Linked DNA regions of Mus musculus: all the other regions are linked to region 2. A link is a contact called in public promoter capture Hi-C data. All regions are on one chromosome and are shown on one strand. The core of a region is the stretch at or near the end of the contact, and the rest is flanking DNA. Distances in the headings are between cores, read along the strand shown. Region 1 holds the start of Ctu2 (cytosolic thiouridylase subunit 2). Region 2 holds the start of Gse1 (genetic suppressor element 1, coiled-coil protein). Region 3 holds the start of Map1lc3b (microtubule-associated protein 1 light chain 3 beta). Region 4 holds the start of Zcchc14 (zinc finger, CCHC domain containing 14). Region 5 holds the start of Cyba (cytochrome b-245, alpha polypeptide).

Region 1 (4,791 bases), core at 889-3,388, 1.9 Mb before region 2:
GGCTGGGGACTAGGAAGAGGAGTGACCACACATACCATCAACATAGATGACTCCTGGCACAAAGCGCAGCCGTTTCGCAGAATCCTGACTCAGGCCCTAGAAGGGAAGTGTCAGGACTCAGCTCTGGCCAAAAGCACTTCTCTGGAAGTATGCTCCAGTCAGTGGACCAAACTGCCTAGGCCTTCCTCCTCACAGGGGTGTGTGGGGCCAAGTCTTCCCTCCTGCATGAGGGCATGTCCTATCTGAATCAGAAACTTCAGAACTCTCCCCAACCCCCAGCCTGTCTCTGACACCTAAGCAACCTGAGACAGCGGCTGAGCCATGGGGAACGCTTTTACCATCTGCTGGGTTCCCCAGAATCCCCAGAAAGTGTTTTGAAATGTAAGAACTGAGGTGACAATACGTGGAGAGCAGGGGCGGAGTCTCCCATGAGAAGCGGTATCAGACACTGACGGCTTCACAGTGAGCTCTCACCTTCACATGTGTAGGTCTGGGGGACCAGCAGGTGACACAAAAGCCACTCAAGTACGACACAGGTCATTCACACTGGAGCAGCACCGCCACTGAGACCTCCCCTACCAAGACAGCCTCTACACTGGCCCCTCTAGCTGGTACCCTACAGTGAGAGAGCATGTAGTTCCCTGCTCTGCATGGGGTCCCTCAAGGAAACCCTGTATACCTCTGCAGGTTCAGACACTCTTAGCTTGAGTCCCGTTCCATCTGCCCCACTCCCTTCTACCTATGCTGCTTCTCCCGTTGTTTTTGGCAAATGCTTCTCTCTGCTCTTTGTCATGATTGGCCAATCTTTGAAACTGTGTCCTAACAAATAAAGCTCAATAGGGATGTAGCCTGGGACCCTGTGTAGGGCATGTGTCTGGACTGCACACCTGCTGAATATATATGGGACATCCTAAAGGTGTCCCAGTTGGGGTGGGGTGGGGTACTGTCTAGTGTTAACCAAAAACTTCCATAGTATAGGCTGAGGAAGGAGGCCCCTGCTAATTCAATCCAGAAGCTTACGCCCAGAAGATGGTGTAGATGTACCTCAAGCACTTGCCAGACCATGGAGCTGGACGAAGGGCCCCCAGACCAGGACAGGAGCACCTGGGGGTGGGAAGGGCAGCATCAGCACGGAGGCATGCATCCGCAATATGAGCATGTCTTGTCCACTTCTTGGACAGCCCCAGACACCAAGTCTACCCTCAATGTCCAGGGACAGTAGGCCAGCTGAAGAAACGAACATAAACGGAAGACAGCAGGGCTGACAGCCGAGCGCCCAGGCACCACACATCGTACCTTCTCCCCAGGAAAGATGACCCGGTTCTTCCCAAGCATGGCTCTGAATTTGTGAACGTAGAATGCCTTGAAACAAACCCTGTAACACAGAAGCAAAGGGAGGCTGGCTGCACCTGCGCAGGAGACTGTGGGATTTTGTTTGACAGGGTCATCTCTGCAGCCCAAGCTGGCCTCAGATCGGAGGTAATTCTCCTGTCATGGACTCTGAAGTGTTGAATTGACGGGTGTGCCTAGTTTAGATGACAAGGGTCGTCACCAGTGGTTCCCACCACTATTTACGGTTAGGGCTAAGCACTTACAAGTTACCGCGCCTTTACAAGAAAACAAGCAAGCCTGGAAAAGGGGCGTGCGGGGGTGGGGGTGGGGTGGGGTGGGGACGGCTGCCCAGATCTCACCTGCAGAAGGCATCTCCCGCTCGTATCACCACCACCGGCAGGCCTTCTGCGCACTTCACACATTTCTGCTCCCGGCTTTGAGAGAACAAGAACATATGTGGCAGAATTCTCGCACCATGGCGGGCTTGGGGGAGTCAGGGTCGCGCTTCCCGGCCCGAGCTGGCGGAGGAAGCGCCAGGCTCACGCGCCAGGGCCTAGGTTTAGTTCTAGCCGCCGACTCACAGCAGTCCCGGAATTCCGGTTGGTGGGGAACCGAAGGGGACTGTCCCCGGCCTGGTGGTAGAAGGTTCTTACCTTGGCCGCGGCACGGGCGGAGGCTCCCGCCGCGCCGGCCCCGCGTAATCCTCACCGGCCTGACACATGGAGGGGTGGGTCCCGACTGCGGAGTGGCGTGAGGAGCCGGCGCGCTGAGATGCCGGCGCGCTGAGATGCCGTCACCGCCGAGCGGGCGCTGTCGTGACGCAACCCGGGGAGGTGGGGCCTGGGCGGTGACGCCAGCGCGGCGCCGTCGCGGCAGTGACGCCGGGTCTGCCGGCCTGGATAGGGGGCGGCGGCGGCGGCCTGCCCCGGGGATGGCGATGTTCCGCAGCCTGGTGGCCTCGGCGCAGCAGCGGCAGCCGCCGGCTGGGCCCGCGGGCGGCGACAGCGGCCTGGAGGCGCAGTTCAGCTGTCCCATCTGCCTGGAGGTGTACCATCGGCCAGTGGCCATCGGCAGCTGCGGCCACACGTGAGAGCGCGCGCCGGGAGCCCGCGGGAGGGGGGTCCGGGCCGGGGTCGTGGCTGGCGGCCGAAAGGAGACGTGGGGAAAGCAGCCCCTGCCCGCCGGCCGCGCGCGCGCCCTGCACCCGCCCCGGCCCCGCGCGTTGCCAACGGCCGCCGGCTGCTTCGAGGGCGGTGGACGCGGCCGCTGCGCCGAGCGCGGGGGTCCGGGCTTGCAGAGATCGGGTGAGCGGGCCGTTGTAAATAAACGACTTGTGGCTTCTGCAACCCACTCTGTTCCACCCCATGTCTACTCGTGTTGACTGTCAAGGAAATGAGTTTCCCTAAAGTTAGGAGAGGGACGCGTTTGGAGCCTGGTGTTTTGTTTTGAAGGACTTGGCCTATTCTGAACAGGAAGCTTCCAGGTAGCGGGGCCTAAAGGGACCCAGACATCAAGCACTTCGTTAGGTGCCCAGCTGAGCCAAGACACCCCCCACCCCCAATCTAGCGGCTCCTCCTCCCGTGTTTCAGGAGCAGAAACTTGAGGATGTGACTCTGCGCGGGAGGGAGCGGTGCTCAGGGCCTTCACAACCCCAGCCTGGTTGGGAGGGAGCCAAGATAGAACGTCTGCTCCATGACCTCCCCACAGTACAGCTCTTGAGATTAGCCGATAGAGAACGGGCAGGAGGAGGACTTGTCAGCAGACAGCCCCTCTGCTTGGGGCAGGACAAGGTGCACCCAGATTGGTGGGAGGCATTTTGCAAACAGAGGCAGCTGATTTTGGAGGCTCTAATGCAGAGGGAACTGGAGCCGCTTGGGTAGGCGTGTGCCTGCGAGTCATACAGGGAGGTGGCAGAGACCTTGTCTCCATCCAGGGCTGCCTTGACTTTCCCTGCCCCCTGTGTCAGGCTGAACCGAAGACTGGATCCCTCTGGAGAGCTCTGCTAGGTTGTCTTGGAAGAGCACAGCTAGCTCCTGCTCAGCCTAATGCTCCTGTGATATTCTAGCAGGAAGCCTTGGATCAGGACCCATTTTTTTGTATGCACGCACAAGTGGGTGTTTTACGGTGTGTTCTGTGAAGTGTTGTCTTTTTTTTTTTTTTTTTTTTTTTACAATCCCTTCACTCGGTGCACACAGGCCACTGCTGCATTCTTCAGTTTGCTACTATTCACCAATCAGTATGTGTTGTCCTCTTAGAAAGGTAGAACACGGGATTGAAAAGCACCTTTAAACCTGTAAACCTGTTCCCATTGCTCCCTCTGCAGGCTTTTATCTGGACAGCGTCACCTTGGGAAGGTGGCCCTGCTTTCTTTGCCAGTTCCGTTTCCCCAGCTGTTCAGTCCTACCTTTAATTCGCAGTGTCTGTTGGGTGTAGCCCTTGTTTAAAATAAGTGTGAGGGTTAAGTTTTCACATCACCTTTTAAAATGTCACTGATCCCTCTGTCTTCACCTCCTGACCAGAAGCTGTTTCCTTCTTGAGGTTTTTTGTGAGTAGAACCCTCCCTACAGAGTTGCTGCACTGCTACCCGGACAAGAGAAGGAGAGGAAGTGGGGAGACTTTGTGGCTGCAGATACAGGCAGGAGGCCTGCCAGTGGCGCCACTGTGGAGGTGTGCTCCAGGAACTATCCCAAGGCCACTGTAGAGGTGTGCTCCAGGCTGTATCCCAAGGCCACAGAGGAGCAGTCTTGAGACTTCACAAAGCAACTTTGCCTGAGGGAACTGGCTGCCTTGAGGGTGGAAGAACACAGGAAGGGGCAATGCAATGGGTGTTCTCTCCCACATTCACGCCCTCAGTTGTGTCACATGGTGGAGAAGCTGCCCTACACCAGCCTCTGTAGATGCAGGCAGGAACTCTCTGTGGGAGAAGTGTGGTCTGGAAACTAGGCCAAGAGCCCCACGTTTCGTTCTACTTCCTCTTGGGGAGAGTCACCGCGTAGACTTGAGACCTCCTCGCCTTCTTAGAGAAGGAGTGCCTTCCTCTGGCCACGCCAGCATCTTTGAAGGCCTGCTCTTCTGGGACCATTTTCCTTTTTCCCAGTGTGGCCTTGCTCTCCCTGTGGGTTTCTCTGAGGTAGAATATAGGGCTGCATGGTTTGTTCATTCAGATCAGGCATGGTGGCTCCTACCTATAAATTGGTAGCACTCCTAGTATTTGGAAGACTGAGGTAAGACAGGAATGAGTTCAAAGCCTGGCACAGGCCACAAAGTGAAGTCTTTTTGTTAAAGTTTTTAGGGTTTTTATTTTTTGTTTTATGGGTGTTTTGCTTGCATGTATGTCTGTATCATGCATGCACCTCCCATGGAGGCCAGAAATGGCACTGGACCGCCTTGGGACTGTAGCTGCAGACAGTCGATAGCCACCATGTCTGCAGGAGCAACCAGGGCTCTTAACCAGTGAGT
Region 2 (5,058 bases), core at 2,498-4,997:
CAGTCAGTGCTCTTAACCACTGAGCCATCTCTCTAGCATCACCGACCCCCCCCCCTTTTTTTTCTTTCTGTAGCCCCAGCTATCTTGGAACTCAAGAGATCCACCTGCCTCTGCCTCTGCCTCCTGACTGCTGGAATTAAGAAGCCTATACCACTACACTGGGCAAAATAAATTTTAAAAAACAAACAAACAAAACCCCAACAAAACAGTAAATAACAATACAGATGCTAGGTCCCATCCCAGAGATGGGGGTTCATCTGAATGGAGGCATGACATGGATACCAGGTGCTTTTTTCCTAAACTGTAGTCAATGATGATCCTCAGAAACCAGAATACACCCCCCCTTTTTCCACACATCCCGTACTCCAGTTAATGATGACTCTTTCCTCAGAATCCCTAACAGCCAAACCCTTTTCCCCCATTTTTCATGGTGACTGAGAACAGACTCTGGTGTCCTCAAGATGTCCCTGTTACTACAGTTATCCCTTCAGGCCTAGTCTCCCTGAGGCTAGCTGTCACTCTCCTGGCCTCTAAAAGGTGGGCACAGAGAGACAGGCACCGAGGGGAGAAGAGCGGGTGTGCCTGGAGCCCACCAGACCCAGGGCAACCTGTACAAGGACACGGACTTTGCCAGAAAGGGACTGCTCAAGTAGCTTTATCTGGCTGGGGTGGAGAGCATGAGGGAGTGTAAGGAGCTGGTGGGGAGATGCTCTGCAGAGGCCAGATTAAAAGGCCTCCGGAGCGCACATTGGCAGCACGTTGGATGCTCTCTCGTTTCATCTGTCTGTACACCTCCCAGCAGTGAGTGCGAGGCCGGGTTCAGGAGGCACTCGATAAATTCTCATTGACAGGAACACTCAGAAACGTCACCTCCTAGGCTGTGGCCTGTGTGCCTTGTGGGGGGGGGGGGGTGGAGAGAAAGGCCATAGTGGGAAGTGAAGCCAGCAGTACTGGCGGGCTGCATTTGGCCAGGACTCGGAGATCTGAGACTCCATGGGGGCAGAAATTAAAGTGACTCGGCAGGTCTGCCGCACAGCCACGGGGCTGAAATGTCACCTCAAACGTAGTTCTCTGCAGGTTAAACATGCTCTCTTGCCCTAAGATCCCAGGAGAGGGAGAGAGGGAAAGGGGTGGGGGTTGGGCCTCATAGAGGGTTTGTGGCTGTTGCCACAACACGGGTAATTAACGTGCCCCCCCCCCCAGAAGGCTCCTATCCAACCCCACCAGGCTTTGGAGTAACCCAGGCTGGGCATTCCAAGGCTGCAGATGGAGCCAGGAAAAACCGGCCCTGCTGGCTCACTCCACAAGCCCCTGCGGGTTCCTGGGGGCAAGGGGGGAAAAAGCGGCAGCTGGCTATTACTCATTGCGTCTCTAGGAAGAGGAGGAGACCAGCAGCAGGGAGCTGAGGCTAGACCTCCTTCATAGCCGGGGAAATGGACCACACCTGCCTGAAGGGTCAAGGCCAGCTGGGGAAGGACTCTGGCGGGCTTGGGCGAGGGCCTGGCTGGGAAGGTGCAGGCCCAGGGTCCACCACAAAGTGGTGCAGACCTCTCCTCCCCCTTCCTCTGGCTAGAGGCGCAGGGCCCTGAGGTGGCTGCCTTTCTGCAAACCGCACAGCCCTTTGAGATCTGCAGCTTCCAACTTCCTCCAGAGACAGGGAAGTTAAGTTACTCACAGCCAGAGGCCGCCTGCCTGCCTGCCAGAGGGACAGCTTAGCCAAGAGCAACCAGAGGCTTCCAAAGGGTCAGGCTGTTTTGGAAGCTTCCCACCACCCCCACCCCATTAAAAACCTACCTGGAGGCATCAGAATCGCCCCAGGCCAGCCCCAAGGTTAGCTTAATGGGGGCCTGACAAGGCCTGATTCCTAGTAATTTTAAAATGTTAACTAACTATATACACCCCCTTTTCAACCGTAACTGGTCAGAATCCTACTAGCTGCCCCCAACAGGTCAGGGCCTGATCTGGCCTCTCTGCCTTCCCGGTTCGGAACCTGCCCTAAGGCAGGCACAACAGAGCCCAAAGCCAGGACAGGCCTCCCACCTCCTTTCCGAAGGCGTGGCTGACCCCGGGTCTCTGGCTGGCTGCTCACCAGCGCCCCCTCCCCCCAAGCCTCCTCCGCTCCAGCTGCCAAACCAGGCGACAAAAGCCAACCTTGTACCAAGCCATCAAGGCGCACACACACACACACACACACACACACACACACACACACACACCCCAGGAGGTGGTCAGGCGTGACCCGGTGGCTGTGAGAAGTGTTGAGCAAGCGGCTTCGGCACAGCGAGCCCCATCGAGGGAGGCTGCCAGCAACCCTGTTCCGGTCCACCCGGTGGGGCGTGACACCCAGCATAGCAGATGACACACGCTGCCAGTCGGAGCCTGTGCCCCGGCCCCCCTCACCTGTGGCGGGGCGACTGAGTGGCTGAGTCAGACACAGCCTGCGCCTCAGGTTCCCCGCCTGCGGGTGGGGGCGGCTGTAAACACAGGCTAAGCAACACTTAAGTAGCCAAGCTTAAGTAACACGGACGCCCAGGGAAGGCTGCTCGCCAGGGGGGCCTTGTCTTCCTCGGGAAGAGGGGGTAAACCAGTCTCAGACTGAGACACTGCCAAGCGGCCAGCCAAGACCTCCTGCCTCTTTGTCCCCCAGTGCTGGGAATCGGCTTAGGCCCGATGCTCCCTCCTAGAGCGAGGCTGCGCCTTTTGTTCCGGTCCTCTTTACAAAAGGATCTTGTATTTTGGTTTGTTTTTTTCCCCCCTTCCATTTGGTGGTCTCGCTTGTTTTCAAACCCCAACCTGTGTGGGCCCCAACCGCGACAGATAAGGCACCGCAGGGGTCTAGTAAGGGTTTAGAGTGCTTTAAATGCATGGAAGACAAAGGCTGGTTTGCACCAAACCGACCCAACTCGAGCTGGCACCCCCACCACGGGTGGCAGGTGCGCGGGGGCGCCCCTTGCTCGCTCCCGGCTCCGATGCCCAGACCTGCGGCCCCAAGCCTGCTCCTCGCAGTCCTATTCGGCCCCCGCCACCTCCCGGCGCTCGGAGAGGCGGGCAGCGGGGAGGGCAGCCCAGCTCCCGCTCCGCCTCCAAGAAGGGAATTTAATTAGCCTGCCGGAGAGGCGGCGGGCGACGAGGTGTCTCTGGTGCTGCAATATAATTGAATCGGCTCCACTCGGGCGGGCCACTCGCCGTCAGCGCGGCCGCGGGGGGCGGGGAGGCGCATCCAGGCGGAGCGGGAAGGGCTGGGCGGGGGGTTCGGAGGCCCCTTGGACTGCCACCCCAGGTAAAGCACCCCCCCCCCCATCCAACCACCTGCCTGGGCGCCCCCGCCCCATCCAAAGTTTTGCTACAACCCCGAGCCCCGGAGCCGCCCCCGCGCACTTCCCCGCGCACTTCCGCGGCAGCAGAGCCGGCTGAGCCCAGCGCGCGCGCGCGCAGCCGCGAGTGTGGCTTCAGGTCGGCCGCGCGCCCCGCGCTTCTCGTCCCTCACACCCGCGGGACCTGGCACCGGCCGTTGGCGCCCCTCCCGAGCCCACAAACTTGGGGAGAGGAAGAACGAGGGAACCCCCGCCACCATCCCCCACCCGCGCGCTCACCTTTCATGCCAGGGCCCCGCTGCTCCACCGCTCCTGACACATGCCGGAGCCACCGTCGCCCGGGTTTGTCTGAACTGCTTATCTCACCCGGGGCTGTGCGGCGGCGGCTCCGCCGCTCGGGGAGGTGGAGCTTCCGGGGCCTGGGCCAAGAAACACCTGCTGCTGTCGCCGCTGAGGACACACCCAAGCGCAACGCCGCCCACTCCCCGGCCCCGGCTCGCTCCCGGCGCCCTGACCTCAGCCGGCGGGAGGTGTCGGGTTTCAGCCGCAAGCGCACGCGCGCGCACCGACAGACCGCCCGGAGCACCCAGCGCGGTCACAACCCGCCGGGTAGGTGCCGCCCCCCGCGCTCCTGGCGACCCTGGCTGTCCGGACAGTCCAGGGGGATCTCTCAGAGGCCTCGCGGGCCACTCATCTCCAAGAGTAGGGAGGAGTGGCTTACAACACGCCTGCCATATCCGAGCCTCATAGCCGCCTCCCCAAGCGCCTGGAACAGTGCCTGGCACCTGGCCACCCACTAAGAGAGGGGAGGGATAGGCCTTTCCTTGTGCTGAGTGGAGGGGACCACACAATATAGGCCGTTGGCCTCTCTCGATCTCCAAGATGCCTGATCTATTACCACAACTTTAAAGGACTTAATGTTAAGAGCTCGGGCCACGAGCCTCTGTCCCAAAGTTTTGCAAAGTCTCCATCTCGCTTTAAGGAATTTTTGAGAAGGCCAAACGGCGGGGGCTCTAGTTCTTTAAAGAGCCCATGTTCGAGAAGTCCACGGAGGCGCCGCTGCGCCAGGGGCATCATTAAGTAGCTGGGGTTGCGGTCAGAGGCGAGGCCGCCGCCTCCAGAAACTGGCACAACCCACCGCGCCACCGGCCCCAGCGCACCGCCTTCCCACTCTTGGCACCCCCACCCACCCTACCTCACCCAGGCACTTCACGGGGATGACTCAGGGAGCGTCCTGAAATTCCTCGGCACCCACAGGCGGCGCGGAGAGGGACTGTGGGCCCCAGCGTCCCCGCCCACAACGCGACCGATCCCTAGAAACACCCCCTTCCCGCCACCCGGGAAGCGCGAGGTTACAGCGCGAGCCAGGCAGCCGGGGACCCTCGGCCGGACCCAGCGCGCAGAGAGCAGCCATCGAGGTGGCAAGGTCGTCGCGAGGTCCCGGGGTCTCCCCCGCCCGGCCTTTCTACACAGCTCTCTTAATGATCCTCCACTTTCAGACTTTCAAGCCCGGAGGCCACCGCACCGGGGGGGTTGGGGGGGGAACCTCAGCGCCGCTGCGGGTCTCAACTTTCCACCGCGGTGCCAGCCCCAAACCTGCCCCGGGACATGCCCGCGCAGTGCTCCGCAGGCGCGCGCTGCCTCCCCCGCCTTCCTCCCTCCCGCGCCAGCCGGGACAGCGCCGGGAGCGAGCGCGGGCGCCAGCACCCCCCGTCCATCTGTTCCCGATGACGCCGGCGGCGGG
Region 3 (4,765 bases), core at 1,582-4,081, 1.1 Mb before region 2:
TTTTTTTAGTTTTTCAAGACAGGGTTTCTCTGTGTAGCCCTGGCTGTCCTGGAACTCACTCTGTAGACCAGGCTGGCCTCGAACTCAGAGATCTGCCTGCCTCTGCCTCCCAAGTGCGTACGCCACCACTGCCTGGCCCCTGATAACTTCTATCATCGCTTTTTGTGATAGGCTGTCCGGTACCATAGCTTAGCCTGGAACTCAGGTAGCTAAGGATGACCTTGAACCCCATGCTGTGCCCGAGGTCTTTGGCCAGTCTTCTCTTCATTTTCAACACTGTAGCAAGCTTTCTGCACTGCAGGGTGCAAGCAGCTGGCCAAGCCACTGGGGATGGACTTGGCCTGCACCTTTCTCTACTCTAAAGCACTGGCTGAGCCCTCTGCCCCATGTCTCCGTCACACCACAGATGGGATGGGGCCATCTATACACAGGGCTCCCTGCCCCTTCCCAGAGGAACCCTCCATTGTACACCTGCCTACCACCTCAGGGTTTAGTCACTGCACTGATTTCATTCTAACAAACAGCCACTTACACACCTGGCACACTATGCTTCCGGCCTTCAGAGATGGCTCAGTAGTTCAGAGCAGCTTCTCCCCAGGAGGACCCAGGCTCAGCTCCCACCACCCACAGCTGCTCAGTCACCTATAACTCCCTTTTCTGACATCTATGGGCACAAGGCATGCACAGGGTGCAGACATGTATGTAGGCAAATGAGCCATACAGATAAAATGTAAAAGAAAAAGTTAAACGCACAGCACCTAAAACCCGGCTCGGCAAGCTCTAGGCCAGCTTGAGCCACAAACAAAACTTGCCAGGCTGTGGTAGCACATGCCTTTATTTAATCCCAGCACTGAAGGCGGATCCCTATCGGAGTTGGAGGCCAGCCTGATCAGGGCTACATAGAGAAACCCTGTCTCAAGAAACAAACAGCCAGCCAGGCACAATGGCACACCTTCAATCCCAGCATTCAGGGGACAGACGTGAAGATCTCTTGAGTTCAAGGCCAGTCCGAGCCACACAATGAGACCCTGTTTAAATCAACCAACCAATCACTGACAGCAGAAACCCCTTGCCTTCATTGAGATGGGAGCAGGGCCAGAGATCTAAGGGCAGAAATGGTTAAAGCTGGTAAGAGGAGACTTGCAGGGTCCACCACAACTATAAAGGGAAAGTCAGGAATAGTTGTCTTTACTAAAGCAAACAAGGGTCCAAACTGAAGGCCTAGAGGATCTGCCCAGCCCTGGCTGGCTGTAGGGCCAGGGAACTAGGAGGCAACCTGCAAGAGCTGAGACACTTTTTAAGCAGACAGCTGTGCAGAGGCCAATAGCCTGTACTGAAGCCACCTAGGTGTGTAGTTGAGAGGGAGGGTCTCGCTGCATCATCTCCAAGGCTGGGACTAAAGGCGTGGATCACCACCCCTGGCAGCAGCAATGCCTTCACAGGGATGGGAATTCTCCCCGGGGCTATTTATTTAGGCTGAGCAAACAAGCTTTCCTGCGGATACACACCCAGTAACCTGGAGTTTAGGACCGTTTTGGGGGTGGGGAAGCAAACACTGGATCACCCCAGAAAAACTCAGTGGAACCACTTGAGAAGCCTGAAATCACGTGATCAGTTCTAAACTTGGGAAATTGGGCGCGTCCTTCTAAGAATCTGCAAGCCTACACGGGCCTCCTGGCTGCCAGTCTCCTTCCTTACAGCACTGGGGATGATCGCTGCTTACTGGAAGTGTAAGAATTTATAACAGAAAGCTAATGGGACTCTGCCACTAGGCGGACCCTGAGCTTCACCGCCCTAAGCCCCACCCAGGTGCTTCAGCTACAAAGGGTCGGTTTGGGGTGAGCCCTACCTAAATCCATCCACCTTGTAAACATTCCCGCAGTCTGGATAGTGGAAACTCTAGAGCTCCAACCTAAATCCCTCCAAACTCACTGGAAAGGAGCAAGACCGGTCCTGGCCTCCTCAAAGGGGCCGCTTTGAACATCTGTGTGGGGAACCTCTCAACTGTCAGTGCCCACCAGTTTAGGTCCAATAAAGTCAAAAAGCAAAGGAAAGCCGCAGCAATCGGATGCCCGCGCTTTCTTCAGAATAGCTGGGTTAGGGAGAGAGGGAAGGCAATCTAGAGAAAAACAATCGCAAGCCAGATGGAGCTTCGGAGAGATTACCCCCGGCCACTCTGGGGACCCGCGTCAGAGCTAATGTTTGTGCACGGCTCATTTTCCCCAACCCACACTCCTTTCTTGAGGGCTGTTCCAGAATAACTTAAGATCAGTACAAGCAAACAAAACAAAACAGCTGTTAAGTTTCCGTTATGAGACAAAGGCCACCCCCCCCTCCACACACACACATATGCCCAAGACGACTTCGGGTGCAAAGGCGGCTGGGTGCTGCTCCGAGGCTTGCGGGGCGCCCGGACCTGGGGCCCACGAAGGACACAGCCAAGCGCGCAGAGCCTGCGGTACCCTACGCCACCGGGGTCGGGCCTCCAGTCCCGCAGGGGACGCCGAGCCCATCGGCGACCGACGGCCAAGGCGACGCTGAGCACCCGAGCTACCCCGGAGACCGAACCCCCCCGAGACCAATATCCCACTGGCTGCGTCGCTCCGGGCCCCGCCGGGTCTCGGCCCCGCAAGACACCACCGGCGTCCGGGCATTCAGCGCTCCCGGCACCCGGATCTCCCATCCCCGGGCCCGCGGGGCTCACCAAAGCTCCGGCGCTGCTTGAAGGTCTTCTCGGACGGCATGGCGCGCGGGGGTCCCGAGCCAGACGATCTGACTCCGGCGACGATCACTTCCCTTGTGTGTGTCTCAGTCCGCAGCCGAGTCAGGTGACTCGCGGCGCGTCACCGAGGGTGGGGCCGAGGGCGGCCCCCGAGAGCGGCCATGACAGGCGTGGCGGAAGCTCGGCGGCGCGCAAGCGTGCACGCGCCCAAGCCATGCGCCTGCGCCTACGCCAGCTACGCTGGGCGCTCGCTGGGCACACGCTGGGCGAGCATCTGTTAACTGTCTGCGTGGGTCGGGCGCTGGTGCGATGGAGTCCTGCAGACTTCATTCCCCTTCAGTCCTTGCATGATCCAGCTGGTGGTCCAATGTCCGCTCCCTTGCCGCTGTATTTGATATTCCTAAATTCTACCCACCCCCAACCCAAATAACAAAAAACTGACTTGTGGTCTTGCCTGCTAAATCTTTACGATTATGGAGACGTCTGGAGACTTATGGTTGGATCTGATCTTGTGGCTCTTCCCCTGCGAGTCTTGTGCTGCCATAAACACAAGTATTTACTCCTAAGTCGAAGTCGCAGAGAAGCAAGGTCTTAGGGACTACAGACTTGTCACTGGAGGGCAAGATCAATGACTTGTTCCAGCAAAAAGAAAGACGATGACAACACCTGCTGTGCAACCTGTCCACTCTCTCTTCCCATAAAAGCCCTTTTATGTGTCTGAGCTTGCTGAGCATGGAATTTGAGGGGCATGGCTCACCTATCTTTCCAGGGTGCTAGCCCATGTGTGCCCTCATTTCCTTACTACCACCTATCACGTTTTTTGTTTTTTTAGATTTTTTTGGTTGGTGAGCAATCAGACTGTGTCCAGGAACTGCAGCAGAGGCCTGATCCCGACAGGATCCACCTTGGAAAGCCACAGAGCACAGTTCTGTCCCAAGAGCTTTATCTCAGCTGTCCCTTCTCAGACAGATCCTTCTACCTCAGGTGACCCCAGGGTGGCTTTATCACAGGCATGTCCTCACTTTGACTCCTGCTGAGCCTGGGCCTGATTACAGGCTAGGACAGGTTTCAGTCTCCTCAGGCCAGGCCAATGGTCAGTCAGCCACGGTTTAGCACTTTCTCTGGGCCTCAAGCTACTTCCTATCTTCAGTTTGTAGGAGCAGGTGACAGACAGGTCTAGAGTGTGGAGCAGCCACCTCACCCCCATCCCACCCCCAGTGATGCCACATCTGAGCCAGCCTTGTGACCCTGCAGACCTACCACCTGACACTGTACTATCCCTACAGCCCAGACTTCCTCCTTTAAATGGAAATAACCTTCTTCAAGTGCTGTTTGTCCAAGGGATCTTCTACATCTCTGTGACCGGGAAAAGCTGAAAACACATTATGGAGTGAAATCCTGAGGGCTGGTTACTTTCCTTTGTTTGCTTGCTTTGCATTGTTAATTGCCCGAACTTTGTTGTTTTGTATGAAGCTTCTGGTCTGAGGTGCAAGAGACCAGGCTAAAAGTCAAAATGGAAGCCAGATCTGGTGTCCCAAGGCATGTCATCCTAGCACACTGGAGACTGAAGCAGGCTTATCAGAAGTTCAAGGCCAAGTGGGACTCGGTGCCTAGGCCTTTATCTCAGTGTCCAGAAGGGAGATGCAGTCTGGTTTCTGTGAGTCTGAAATAGCCTGTTCTACACAACAAATTCCTACATTGTGAGAACCTGTCTCACAAGGAGAAGAAGGGTGGCACGCATGGGACTGGTGAGATGGTCCGGTGGTTAAGAACACTGGCTGCCAGAGAAACCCTGTCTTGAAAAACCAAAAAAAAAAAAAAAAAAACAAAACAAAAAAACCAACCACCACTGGCTGCTCTAGTTGAGGACCTGGATTTGGTTCTCAGACCCACATGGCAGCTCAGCTGTAACTCCCACTCTGGGGGATCTAACATCCTCTTCTGGTCTCCTCAGGCAAGGGCACACACATGGTACATATGTAAACATACAGGCAAACACTCATACACATGAAGTCTTGAAGTAAAAACCTTTAAAAAAGCTGA
Region 4 (5,388 bases), core at 1,867-4,366, 1.1 Mb before region 2:
ACCAACATGAGGCCTGGAGCTCAAGTGGGTCCAGCAACAGTGGCGTGGGCAGAGTGTGCTCAGGACTGAGCTGAGGCGGGGAGGACAGGGTAGGGAGAGGAGACCTCAGAGCTCGGGTATGTGAACTTGGGTCTCTCATCTCCATGGCCCCAACTGAGGTCTGTTCCTACAGCTGAAGCAACGGGGGACATAACCTTCCTCTGGTTTCCTGTGGTTGCCCTCAGAACCGACCTCACTGTAAGCTGGATTCTCCTCCCTGGAGGCCTTCATCTAGAGTCAGGTTGTGGTGGCTAATGTCCCCGGGGCACGGGGGAGGATCGGGCCAGCCTCCTCAGCTCTTGCCATCCCTCACTGGAGGGTCTATCTTTACATGACCTTTCTGCCCTTGACTCCAAGGACGACACAGCTTTTCTATTAGGACATTCTCAGTGCATTTGGGGGGGGGGGGGGGCTATCCTTAACCTGGCACAATGTGTCTTGATTCTGATCTTCATTGTATCTGTAGAGACCGTATTTCTAAACAAGGCGGCATTTACAGGGTCTGGGTGGGGGCTGTTATTTAATTCATCATGGCCTTAAATAACACACACAGCAAGAGCTAGAGGCGCAGGAGACCAGCCCTGGGCCTTCTACAGTTCCAGCCCCTGCTTTCCAGCTAGAATGAGCCTTGGGTAGCACCCAGGACCTCCAGTACCACCTGCCAGGCTGGGCTCTAGGCTGCCTTTATAGATGAGGATACTGAGGCCCAGAGGGGTCGAGTCAATGGCCCAGGTCACACAGCCAGCCAGAGTCTGGGCAAGGTACCCAGGTGTCTGTGGGTTCTGGGGCACTCCCGCAGGAAGTAGGGGTGTGCTGTGTTTCAGGTCAGTCTTCCTTGCTTCCTGGCTCTTAGATTTAGGAATGGATGTCTTCCCCCAAACTGCAGAGAATTAGGATTCATTCAGTAGCCTGCCCTGGGAAAAGGGGGTAGGGGTGCCTAATGGACTATCTCCTCCAAACCTCCCAGTACACTGGGGTAGCCAGAGAAATGCGCTCAAGAAGGTGGGCAGGGCCAAGGGAACAGTTTCCCAGCTCTTGGCAGGCACCGTCCGCTCAAGGTGGGAGCTCCAAGGCCGGGAATGTTCTGCCGCCGAGAGAGTTTTCAGCACCTTGGACCAGACTGGAAGGATCTATTTACTAGTTCCAAAGGCCTGGCTGCAGGCTCTGCAGGGGAGCTCAGCTTAGTCCAGGTCTCAACACTCGATGCCCAGGGACATCGGCCTATACCCCCAGGATGTCAGAAGACTCCATCTAGGAATGGGAGCGGGGCGTCTTGTCCCAGGCCTCAGTTTCTCCGTCTGCCCAAGGCGGGCCCTGTATCCGAAGCACTGGAAGGGGATAGGAGGCCCGCCTGTCCTTCCCCCAATTGCATCCCGGTGCCAAGCAAAAGCCAGGGTGGTGGCAGTCCTTTAGCCCTGCCTCTGCCCGCGGGTTTGCATTTTCTCGGTTCCAGGGCCCGAGATGCCCGCTGACAGAACGAGCTGACAGACCTGGCAAGTAGATCTTGGGGTGGGGGAGGGAAGAAGGCTTGCTCCTCCCATCATCCTCGCCCTAGGCGGTCCCGCCACCTCAAAAACGCAGGTGCTCGCCCACTGTGAGCTCTCAGCAGCCCCCCGGGAGGGTATTATTACCCGCATCTTCCCCGGGAGGCGCAAGGGGCTCGGAGAGAAATCACGATTCGCCCAAGGTCACACAGCTCGGGTGGGCAGATCAGAGGGAAGTCCGGAGCCGGTGGTGCTTCTGGGCCCATCGCCGCCTCCTTGCCGTCACGTTCATGAATAAAGCACCGAGGCCCAACGCCCGGCTTTGCCCAAAAAACAAGGCTCCGGGCTAATCTGAGGGAACAAAAGCGCCTAAAATTCCATCCCGAGTTTTCCACCACGCCGATTCCCACCGACCAATCCCCTAGCGCCGGTCCGCAGGGGGCGGGCACAGGCGGACCCGACGTGATCGACAGTCCATCTCTGAGGCGGCGCCTAGACTTCGACCAATCCTACGGAGCTGCCGAAACGAGCCGTCGCGCAGGACAGGCGGCCTGGCCAATTGGCGTGGGGGGGCGGGCTCGGACAGCCCGGGCTGTCGCGAGAGGCGGCCACCCCGCCCACTCCGCTGGCCGCGGCTGCCCGTGCTCGCGAGCGCGCTCTGCTCAGCTCCGACGGCCCGGGCCGCGATCCGTCCGCGGGTCCCGCTGGATCCCTCCGCCGCGCCAGGCCCGTCCGGGCGCCGCGCCCAGCCTCGCAGCGGGTAACGGCCGGCCTGGGCGCAAGCACAGGAGGCGGCATGGCCGGGGCGGCTCCGTCGGGGGGCGGCCCGCACTGACAGACCCTGCGGCGCGCGGGGAGATGGGGGCGGCCGCCTCCCGGGCGACGACGACGACGACGAGGAGCGGCCGCCGCCGCTGCCGCGCACCGGCCGCCGCTGGGGACGGGCGCGGGCAGGGCGCCTCCCCGTGAGCGGCGGCCCCGAGGCCGCTCGCCGTCCCCGGCCGCCCGGGCCGCGGCCCCGGCTCCGGCCGCCGCGGGGCCCCTGGCGGGCGGCTCCCCCGGCCCGCGCGCGCCCGGCCCGCGCCCCGTTCGCGCGCGCGCGGCCTCGCCCGGCGCCCGGCCGCGGCCCTGCGCGCCCCCCGGCCGCCCGCGCGCTGCTCCCGGGCCCGGCGGCGGCGGCGGCGGCGGCGGCGGGCGCGGCGCGGGCGGCAGCATGGTGGAGAAGCGTTGCCCGTTGCAGAGGGACGGCGTGTACCGCTGGTTCTCTGAACTGCCGTCGCCGCAGCGTGTGGAGTTCCTGTGCGGCCTGCTGGACCTGTGCATCCCGCTCGAGTTGCGCTTCCTCGGCTCGTGCCTGGAGGACTTGGCACGCAAGGACTACCATTCGCTGCGCGACTCGGAGATCAAGGCCAACAACCCGGCCGACCTGGGCAGCCTCACCAACCTGACGGACGAGGTGGTGCGCAGCAAGCTGCTGGTGTCGCTGGCCCTGCTGGGCTCGGAGCAGCGCGAGGCGGCGGGCGTCTTGTACCGCACGCTCACGCACACCGACTCCATCATCCACAACTACGGGCTGCAGCTCAACGAGGGTCGCACGGGCGATGAGTTCCTCCTGCTCTTCACCATGGCCTCTAACCACCCGGCCTTCAGCTTCCACCAGAAGCAGGTGCTGCGCCAGGAGCTCACACAGATCCAGAGCAGCCTGAACAGCGGCGGTGGCGGCGGCGGCGGCGGTGGTGGCGGTGGCAAGAGCGCGCCCGGGCCCAGCGGCGCGCTGCCCACCTGCTCGGCTTGCCACAAGGTGAGCGCAAGCGCGCGCGGTGGGGCAGCGCGGCTGGGGTCCTTTACCGGCCAGCCTGGAGATGACCTACTAAGGGACCCGGAGGCCTGCGTCAGCGCGCGGCCCCCTTTGTGTGTTCGGTGTCACGGCCCAGGCTGGGGACACGAGAAGGCCTTTGTCCTGTCAATCCCGGTTCTTAGGTGACATAACACTCAACGATATGTCCACTTGCACCGACCTGGAACCTGGGCGCAGGTGGGCCCTGCCACCTGCCTGTCTGGGTCAGGTGTCCCCGGGCGTGCATGGCAGGGGTACGATGTACAGGAACCCGTGTCTGCGTGTGCGATCGTGGGGGTTGTGCACGCTGCTAAGCGTGTCTGTCTGGAGAGCCTGGCTCTTGACAGGGGCTTTGCAGCCTCAGCGGGTCTGCGGGTATGCTGTCAGTGGTGATCCACCATCGGGGAGAACCCAAGCTCACTGAGGTGGGATCTGGTCTTAGGATGATAATGTCAGCTTGCTGGGCAGGAAGGGCAGCTTGACTGTCCACTCAGAAATGCCAGCTGTGGCCCGAATGTTTGAGGACTGGTAAAGCACGTGGTTCTCGTGGAAGCTGAAGGCTGGGTGGTTGGGGGCCATGGTGACTAGCAGATGGAGTTCATTTCTTTAGTATCCATCCCTCTCAGCTGCAGCCCGGAGTTGTGGATGATGGAGTCGGTGTGCATTTGGGCCTTTGGAGGCCGGCAGCAGCCCTGGAGCCAAGAACCCAGGTTTCTTGTGAGAGAAAGGCTCACCAGTGCCAAGGGCCATTGAGGTCCCACACCATGTCCTTGGTAGTCAGAGGCCACATCCGGGCCTCCTGCCCAGCTGCTCCACAGTCTGAGCCTTTTGAAGTTTAAACTCTTAACTCAGCTTCCCCTGTCCAAGGTGAACAAGGTGAGGTCGTCGGGGCTTCCGTCGGTTTTTCTTTCAGCTCTCTTTGAACCTTGAGTTGTGGCTTCTTTTTAATGTCTTCCTCTAAGAAGTGGTTGTGGTTCCTGAATGGGTTTCTGTGGCGTCTTATCTTTTCACTGACGTTTGCCTCTGAGACTTCGGTTAGCTTTTTGGGTTTTTCTTCTTCTTTTTTCTTACATACATACACTTTGCCACCTCACTTCCCTCTTGCATGCGAGGCAACTGTCAACAAGAAAGGCAGGGCCCAAGGAAAGTTAAGTTCTTCAGGCCAGCCAGCTGTCACCTCTCTGTGGTCTCCTCAGCTGCGGTTAGTTTCATCCACGAGCAGGAGCTTGCTGTCTCCCAACCTGGGCTGCCAGACCCCTGTGTGAGTGAAGCTCAGACGCATCAGGTCCGGGTTGCTCTGTAGGAGATGGGGACTGGTTTTTAACAGGGCAGTGAATTCAGAGTAGAAGTGTCTAGAACAAATGTCTTGGGTCCTCTCCCACCCACACAGTACTAGGGATGGAGCCTGGAGCTTGTGCATGCCAGGCAGGTGCTTGGCCACTGAGCCCCACCCCACTGCAGCCAGCCCTCACAATGCCTGTATAAGATGGCCTTTGTCTCAGGCAAAAGTCCACGGCGAGATGGAGTTAATCTAGTCCCCAGGGTCTGGGCACTGGTCGCCCGCCTTGGTCTCCTGTGCTGTAGGAGGCTGGGCTGAAGTCCTCCAGAGGTGACAGGGCAGCTGGCAGCTGTGCTCCCCGTGTTTTTCCCGGCCATGTTGGCTGTCAGTGGTTCTGTGGAGCCATGCGTTGTCTGCCCGAACGGCTCTCGTCCTGAGCTTGCAGCTGTTGCAGTTTTCAGGAATCCTGTGGCTGATAGGGCTGGGGTTTTCTTTAGAAAGTTGGGGGACATTGTTTGGCCCTGGCACAGGGGCTCTTGACTTAGCAATGAAGGCTGGGTCTCACTTGCTCAGATCCAAACAGGTCCATTTCTCTTTCTTTTCCCTGGCTCTGAGTCACTCCCGAAGGGACTGTTCCCCAAAGCTGAACTTGGGCTCATTTGTAGCTCTGAGATTGAAGCCTGATTGTGTGTGTACTTGGAGGGGGATCCTTGGAGGGAGAAGTCCAGCCGAGAGCCACTTAGCACTGA
Region 5 (5,055 bases), core at 2,358-4,857, 1.9 Mb before region 2:
CTCTGGAGGACACTGTGGCTGAGTTTGTGGCAGCTGTAAGACACAGCTTTCCCCCTGCAGCCAATGGAGACAAGTGAGTGTGTACCCTCCTTCCCGAATTGAGAGGCACAGAACATTCTAGAAATATATGGTAGTCACAGCGCTAAGTGCAGTGCTCTCAGGCACACGGATCATCCCGTGGGGACACAGCCACTGCACGTGCACGCGGCAACATTGAAACTCTCCTGGTAGCCACACGTCGTGGGTGTGTGAACAAATGCCACATCCCCCTTCTAAGAAATGACATCTCAGCTGGGTGAGGTGCCTCACATCTGCTCAGGAGCTCAGTCCCAAGCCAGCCTGGGCTACAGTGTGACACCCTATCTCAAAAAGCTGAATTTAAAAAAAAAAAAATTCTGATTTTTGGGGTTTTGTTTTGTTTTGTTTTGTTTCACGAGTTTCTCTGTGTAGCCCCAGATGTGCTGGAACTTACTCTGTAGATCAGACTGGCCCCAAACATCTATCTCTGCCTCCCGAGTGCTGGAATGAAAGGTGTGTGCATCACCACCACCCAGGGAAAAACAAAATTTTTGTTTTTAAGGAGAATAATATCCCTAGAAGCCCAGGGGCCCTGCTTCAGCAAAAACTGACTTGAGCTTTATTTATTTATTTAAAATATTTTAAGACTTTTTTTTAATGTGTCTGAGTATTTTGCCTGCGTGAATGTTAATGCTGGGTCTGGTGAGATGGCTCACTGGTTAAGAGCACTGACTGCTCTCCTGGAGGTCCTGAGTTCAAATCCCAGCAACCACGTGGTGGCTCACAACTACCTGTAATGTGATCCGATGTCCTCTTCTGCTGTGTCTGAAGACAGCTGCAGTGCACACACATACATAAAGATAAATAATTAAATCTTTAAACAACAAAAAAAAGTTAGTTCTCCATGTGTGTGTGCAGTACCCTTAACAGCCAGAAGAGGGCATCATAGCCACCGGAACTGGAGTCACACATGGTTGTGGGCTGCCATGTAGGTGCTGGGCACCTGACCCGGGATCCCTGCAAGAGTGTTCTCAATCTCTGAGCCACCGTTCTAGCCCACAAGTGAGTTTTACTAGGAAATCAATGCATGAGGCACTCTGATGAGCAGGTTCGGTACCTCATAAATTTGAAGTGGGGGATTTAAGCAAAGCCCCAGTTTCTTCCATACCGAACAAGTCTGAACCTGTGAGTATGTGGTTTCTTTTTTTTTTTTCTTTTTTTGGTTTTTCGAGACAGGGTTTTCTCTGTATAGACCTGGCTGTCCTGGAACTCACTCTGTAGACCAGGCTGGCCTCGAACTCAGAAATCCACCTGCCTCTGCCTCCTGAGTGCTGGGATTAAAGGCGTGTGCCACCACGCCCAGCTGAGTGTGTGGTTTCTTGTCTCTTCCTGGCATGGGTCTATCTTCTGAGACTGGTCTGAATGTGAATGTGTGGGCCACTTCTCCATCTTCTCATGATCCCTAAAAAAACAAAAAAAAAACCCTCCCTCCTAGTAGACCCCTGCGCTCCTCACCCGCGCCATCCCTAGCCCACCCAGACCACCGTATCTGAGGAGCTGCTCTTCTGGGCTTTCCGTGCACAACTTCATGAACACGCTTCTGCCTTCTTCCCCAGGTTCCTAAAGGGGCTGCAGGTGGCACCTGTTCTTCTCTCTGATGAGCTGAAGGCCGCGCTGGCGGTGGAGCCCAGCCCTGGTGGGGTCCAGTACATCATTGCCACTCAGGTGAGGCCAGTACACACGGCAGGCACCCCCTTACCTGCCGGAGGGAGGGAGGATCCAAGCCTCCCCCACTGTGTCTCAGGGCGGAGGCAGAAGCCCACATCAGCCACGGCACGGAAGTAGCCACATGGCGTTCTTAGGCTCAGAGTCATTGGACACTGTCTGGTTTACTCATTTCCCCTCAGTGGTCATTTAGGGACAACTCGTAGAGGAGAGCGGGGGCGGGATGTGAGGGTTATGTACTCTGGACAGAAAGATGATAAAAAGCAGTCACTTGCCAGGAGAGGTAGATGTTGGGGTCCCTGGGAATCTGCTCTCAGGATGTAACCCACCACAAGCACGCCAGCATCCCCGCGTCTCCTGATCCTGCTCAAAGAGGCTTGCTCTGGGTCCCTCCTTTCACACGAGATGAGGGTCACTAAGATCCCCACAATCTAGCCCGGAATGGAACCCCAGGCAGCTTGAGAGGCTCATCCTGCGCAAGCTGGTGTGGACTTACCACGAAGGGACCCACCCGTGTCTCACCACCCCCCCCAATCTAATCCTGCCTTAGAGTCTCTGACCTGTAAAGTCTCCGGAGCAGCGGCTACTGCCGCACCCCATGACTGGACACTGATTTTTCTCCCCCCAGGTCGGACCAGGACCTCAAGTCCTAGACGACACTCATGATCATCTGCTAGGCCAGGATGGACTGCCACAACGGGACCTTTGACCTCTTCCACGTCCAGTGCCATTTGGAGAAAGGGGTTGCCCACTGGAACTCGGGAGCTGGCCTGCTGGTCAGCCTCTCCTGAAGGGCTGCTTGATGATCGATTATACTGGGGGATGTCGAGTGTGATGGGCAGCCATCTAGGCGATCACGGGAACCCCTCTCAAGTGCCTCCGGTTCCCCGCTGGTTTCTGAAGGGCTAGCTGACCCACTCGATGGACCTTCCAGCACTCCAGACAGCTGCTCATCAGGGATGGGGAGTCGGTGCCTCCCCCCTCCCCCAAGATGCTCTGAGGGCCTCAGTAACCATCTAAGCGTGATGGCTCAGACAGCGGTGCCTCTCTGCTGAGACTCAGGCCACAGTTTCTTTATAAAGCCTCCTGGTGAGGGTAGGGGCTGTCGAGCCCACAGGTAGGGTCCATTGTGTGTGTGGGTGCCTCATGAGGGTGCAGTCAGTGGACCTGAGGACCACAGGAATAAAGTGTGCTGTTCCTGCCTGCCCGTGTGGGCTGTGCTTTCTTCTTTCTTCCTAAACCAGCGCTTTAGGGTCTCTGGTCTACTGATCTGCTGGGTCCTACCCGCCATTGAGTTCAGTCTTGTTTCCCTATGTAGTGGAGAGGTGGGGGCTGAAGTGGGTCCTGCCAGGAACACTTCCCACTGCCCACAAGCCAGCCCCGTGAGAGTCTCCTGCCACCTTGTGACCACCCTAAGTCATACCCCAGCATACATGCAACAGCTGCTGGAGCTGGTCTAGGCCAGAGGAAAGAGACAACAGAACAACGGTGTTCCGGTGTTCTGTCCCCTGCTTTCTGGGTTTTCCCAGCCTTGCACACTATGGTCCCCTACCCCCACCCCGTAGTCACGTGACCCAGGACACACACCTGCCCCAGCTCACAGTGGGTCGGAAGTAACCTCATCTCCTTTTAGGGAGCAGCCTTTATCTGATAACTAGAGGAGCAGGTGGATGAAGTGACTTACGCCTCTGGCCCTGGGGGGGTACGGTCACAAGTCACAAGCAGTCACAAGTGGCCCTGGTACTTTCCAGCTGGAGAGAGAGGTCGATGGGGAGACTGTCCCACCCACCAAGGCTCAAAGGGAAGGTGCAGAGGAGGCCTCTGGGGCACAGCCCGACAGGGCGGGGCCTGAGCAGGGGGCGGGCCGATCAGTGAGGACTTGCGAAGTGGGCTGCAGAGTTGGACCGGGCTGCTGCGTGTGCGCAGGGTCCTCGTCATGGGGCAGATCGAGTGGGCCATGTGGGCCAACGAACAGGCGCTGGCGTCTGGCCTGAGTGAGTGAGGTGGGCTGCGGGTGGAGGGGTTGCTCAGGACCCGTGGGGCACCGCGGGGGAAGCAGGGCTCGGGCTGGTTCTGCGGACCTCAAAGCGCGGATCCTCGGAGAGACCTACCGGGGCCTCCGGGCACAGGACGGGCGGTGGCCGCTGCAGGCCGTGCTCGGCCGCCTGTTCTAGAGGCGACCCCGCCCTGCACCCTGTTGGGTCCGCGCTGGGACCTCAGAGGAGGAAGTTGCTTACAGCTGGGGAAGAGACATTCACTCGGTGGTTTCCCGCCTGGTTAGGAAAACCCCCGGAAGACCCTCTTCTGCGCACAGCCCACTTGGCCAGGAGTTGGGACTCTGGCCTTGAGGTCACTCGGGCTCCGGCTTCTCCCCGAGGGGCCTGGGATAGGAGCTAAGCTCATCCTAGAGGAGCAATCGGCTCCATCCCACAAGCGAAGTGTGCGCAGAAACTATTTCACAAGAGTCTGGACACCCCTCAGAGTGATCTTAGCCCTGATGGCCTGCCGAGTTAAGATGCAGGACACTAGTCTTTAGTCAGGTTGACACTGGCCGTGGCTTGAACAGTTCAGCTTGTCTGGGAGGTTTGCCAAGGGGCAGTGGGACCCCTGGGCTTCACTGTACCAGGAAAGGAACCTAATAGACCAGACCATGAGCAGCAGGCCTGAGACTAGAAACTGCAGACATGCCTCAAAGCCGAAGGGAGCCAGAAAAGACCTGCCAGGGCAGGGAGGATGGCCCAGACCCCCCTCCACTCACCCGGGAATAGCGCATCGAAGAGGTGATAGAGAAATCTCCCCCAGCCCACGCTGGAAGCTCCCGTGGAAGGCCTTGCAACCCCAACCTTTTGAAAATGGCGCCCCTCCCCCACCTGCAGTCTCCCTTCTTACCCTTCCCAGCCTCCTGCCAGTAGTGGTTTGTCCTGTGACCACTATGGACGGTTTCAAAAGTTACCTCCAGGAAGTGGGGGTGCCAGACACACCTAAGGGTGGGAAGACCTGGCGAGCGCTGTCCATGCAGTGTCTCCTGTCCTCGTGTGTGCTAAGGTCTCTATGTACTGCCTCAGCTAATTGTTCAGGGTGTTCAGGCTGACACAAGTCTCCTGTGCTGAGGAGTCACAGGCTGTGGCCACTTACTTTCTCCACCGAGTGTGACTTCCGCTAACTTTTCTTTTTACGGGAAAGCACAACTGTCCTGGGAAGGTTCTGAACTGTCTAGGTCCAATCAACAGGGATGTACTTTGTTTCCTTTTGTTTTTTTAACATTTGATTTTTTTCAGATTGTGTGTGTGTCTGGCCATGTGTGTAAGTGCG

The links. Promoter capture Hi-C pulls out the DNA fragments that hold promoters and counts their contacts.
Region 1: a promoter capture Hi-C map of pre-B cells shows a contact between it and region 2, with 6 times the contacts expected there. The contact joins the promoter of Ctu2 here to the promoter of Gse1 in region 2. A contact is called at or near these places in 1 of 39 promoter capture datasets (pre-B cells) and 1 of 115 datasets of contacts at active chromatin or transcription factors (thymic regulatory T cells).
Region 3: a contact with region 2 is called in a promoter capture Hi-C map of liver, with 4 times the contacts expected there. The contact joins the promoter of Map1lc3b here to the promoter of Gse1 in region 2. A contact is called at or near these places in 2 of 39 promoter capture datasets (the C10 cell line and liver), 1 of 484 Hi-C or Micro-C datasets (liver) and 2 of 115 datasets of contacts at active chromatin or transcription factors (large pre-B cells and pancreatic cancer cells).
Region 4: a promoter capture Hi-C map of liver shows a contact between it and region 2, with 3 times the contacts expected there. The contact joins the promoter of Zcchc14 here to the promoter of Gse1 in region 2. A contact is called at or near these places in 1 of 39 promoter capture datasets (liver) and 1 of 115 datasets of contacts at active chromatin or transcription factors (pancreatic cancer cells).
Region 5: a contact with region 2 is called in a promoter capture Hi-C map of embryonic stem cells, with 5 times the contacts expected there. The contact joins the promoter of Cyba here to the promoter of Gse1 in region 2. A contact is called at or near these places in 2 of 39 promoter capture datasets (embryonic stem cells and pre-B cells).

The regions. Positions count from the first base shown.
Region 1 is chr8:122,473,490-122,478,280 of GRCm38.p6, reverse strand. Ctu2 (cytosolic thiouridylase subunit 2) reads right to left here and starts at 2,138. Exons shown (of 15, transcript NM_153775.2): 1 at 1,986-2,138; 2 at 1,692-1,766; 3 at 1,297-1,375; 4 at 1,045-1,104; 5 at 36-96. The coding sequence starts at 2,053. Rnf166 (ring finger protein 166) reads left to right here and starts at 2,207. Exons shown (of 6, transcript NM_001033142.3): 1 at 2,207-2,418. The coding sequence starts at 2,264.
Region 2 is chr8:120,536,098-120,541,155 of GRCm38.p6, reverse strand. It overlaps Gse1 (genetic suppressor element 1, coiled-coil protein), which reads right to left and starts at 3,747. Exons shown (of 16, transcript NM_001145896.1): 1 at 3,594-3,747. The coding sequence starts at 3,600. It overlaps 1700016A09Rik (RIKEN cDNA 1700016A09 gene), which reads left to right and starts at 3,430. Exons shown (of 1, transcript NR_151732.1): 1 at 3,430-4,264. It overlaps Mir7687 (microRNA 7687), which reads right to left and starts at 2,460; the gene lies at 2,402-2,460.
Region 3 is chr8:121,588,504-121,593,268 of GRCm38.p6, reverse strand. Map1lc3b (microtubule-associated protein 1 light chain 3 beta) reads right to left here and starts at 2,831. Exons shown (of 4, transcript NM_026160.5): 1 at 2,705-2,831. The coding sequence starts at 2,744.
Region 4 is chr8:121,649,661-121,655,048 of GRCm38.p6, reverse strand. It overlaps Zcchc14 (zinc finger, CCHC domain containing 14), which reads left to right and starts at 3,116. Exons shown (of 13, transcript NM_080855.2): 1 at 3,116-3,324. The coding sequence starts at 3,148.
Region 5 is chr8:122,431,492-122,436,546 of GRCm38.p6, reverse strand. Cyba (cytochrome b-245, alpha polypeptide) reads left to right here and starts at 3,607. Exons shown (of 6, transcript NM_007806.3): 1 at 3,607-3,737. The coding sequence starts at 3,680. Mvd (mevalonate (diphospho) decarboxylase) reads left to right here. Exons shown (of 10, transcript NM_138656.2): 8 at 1-73; 9 at 1,635-1,743; 10 at 2,372-2,951. The coding sequence ends at 2,452.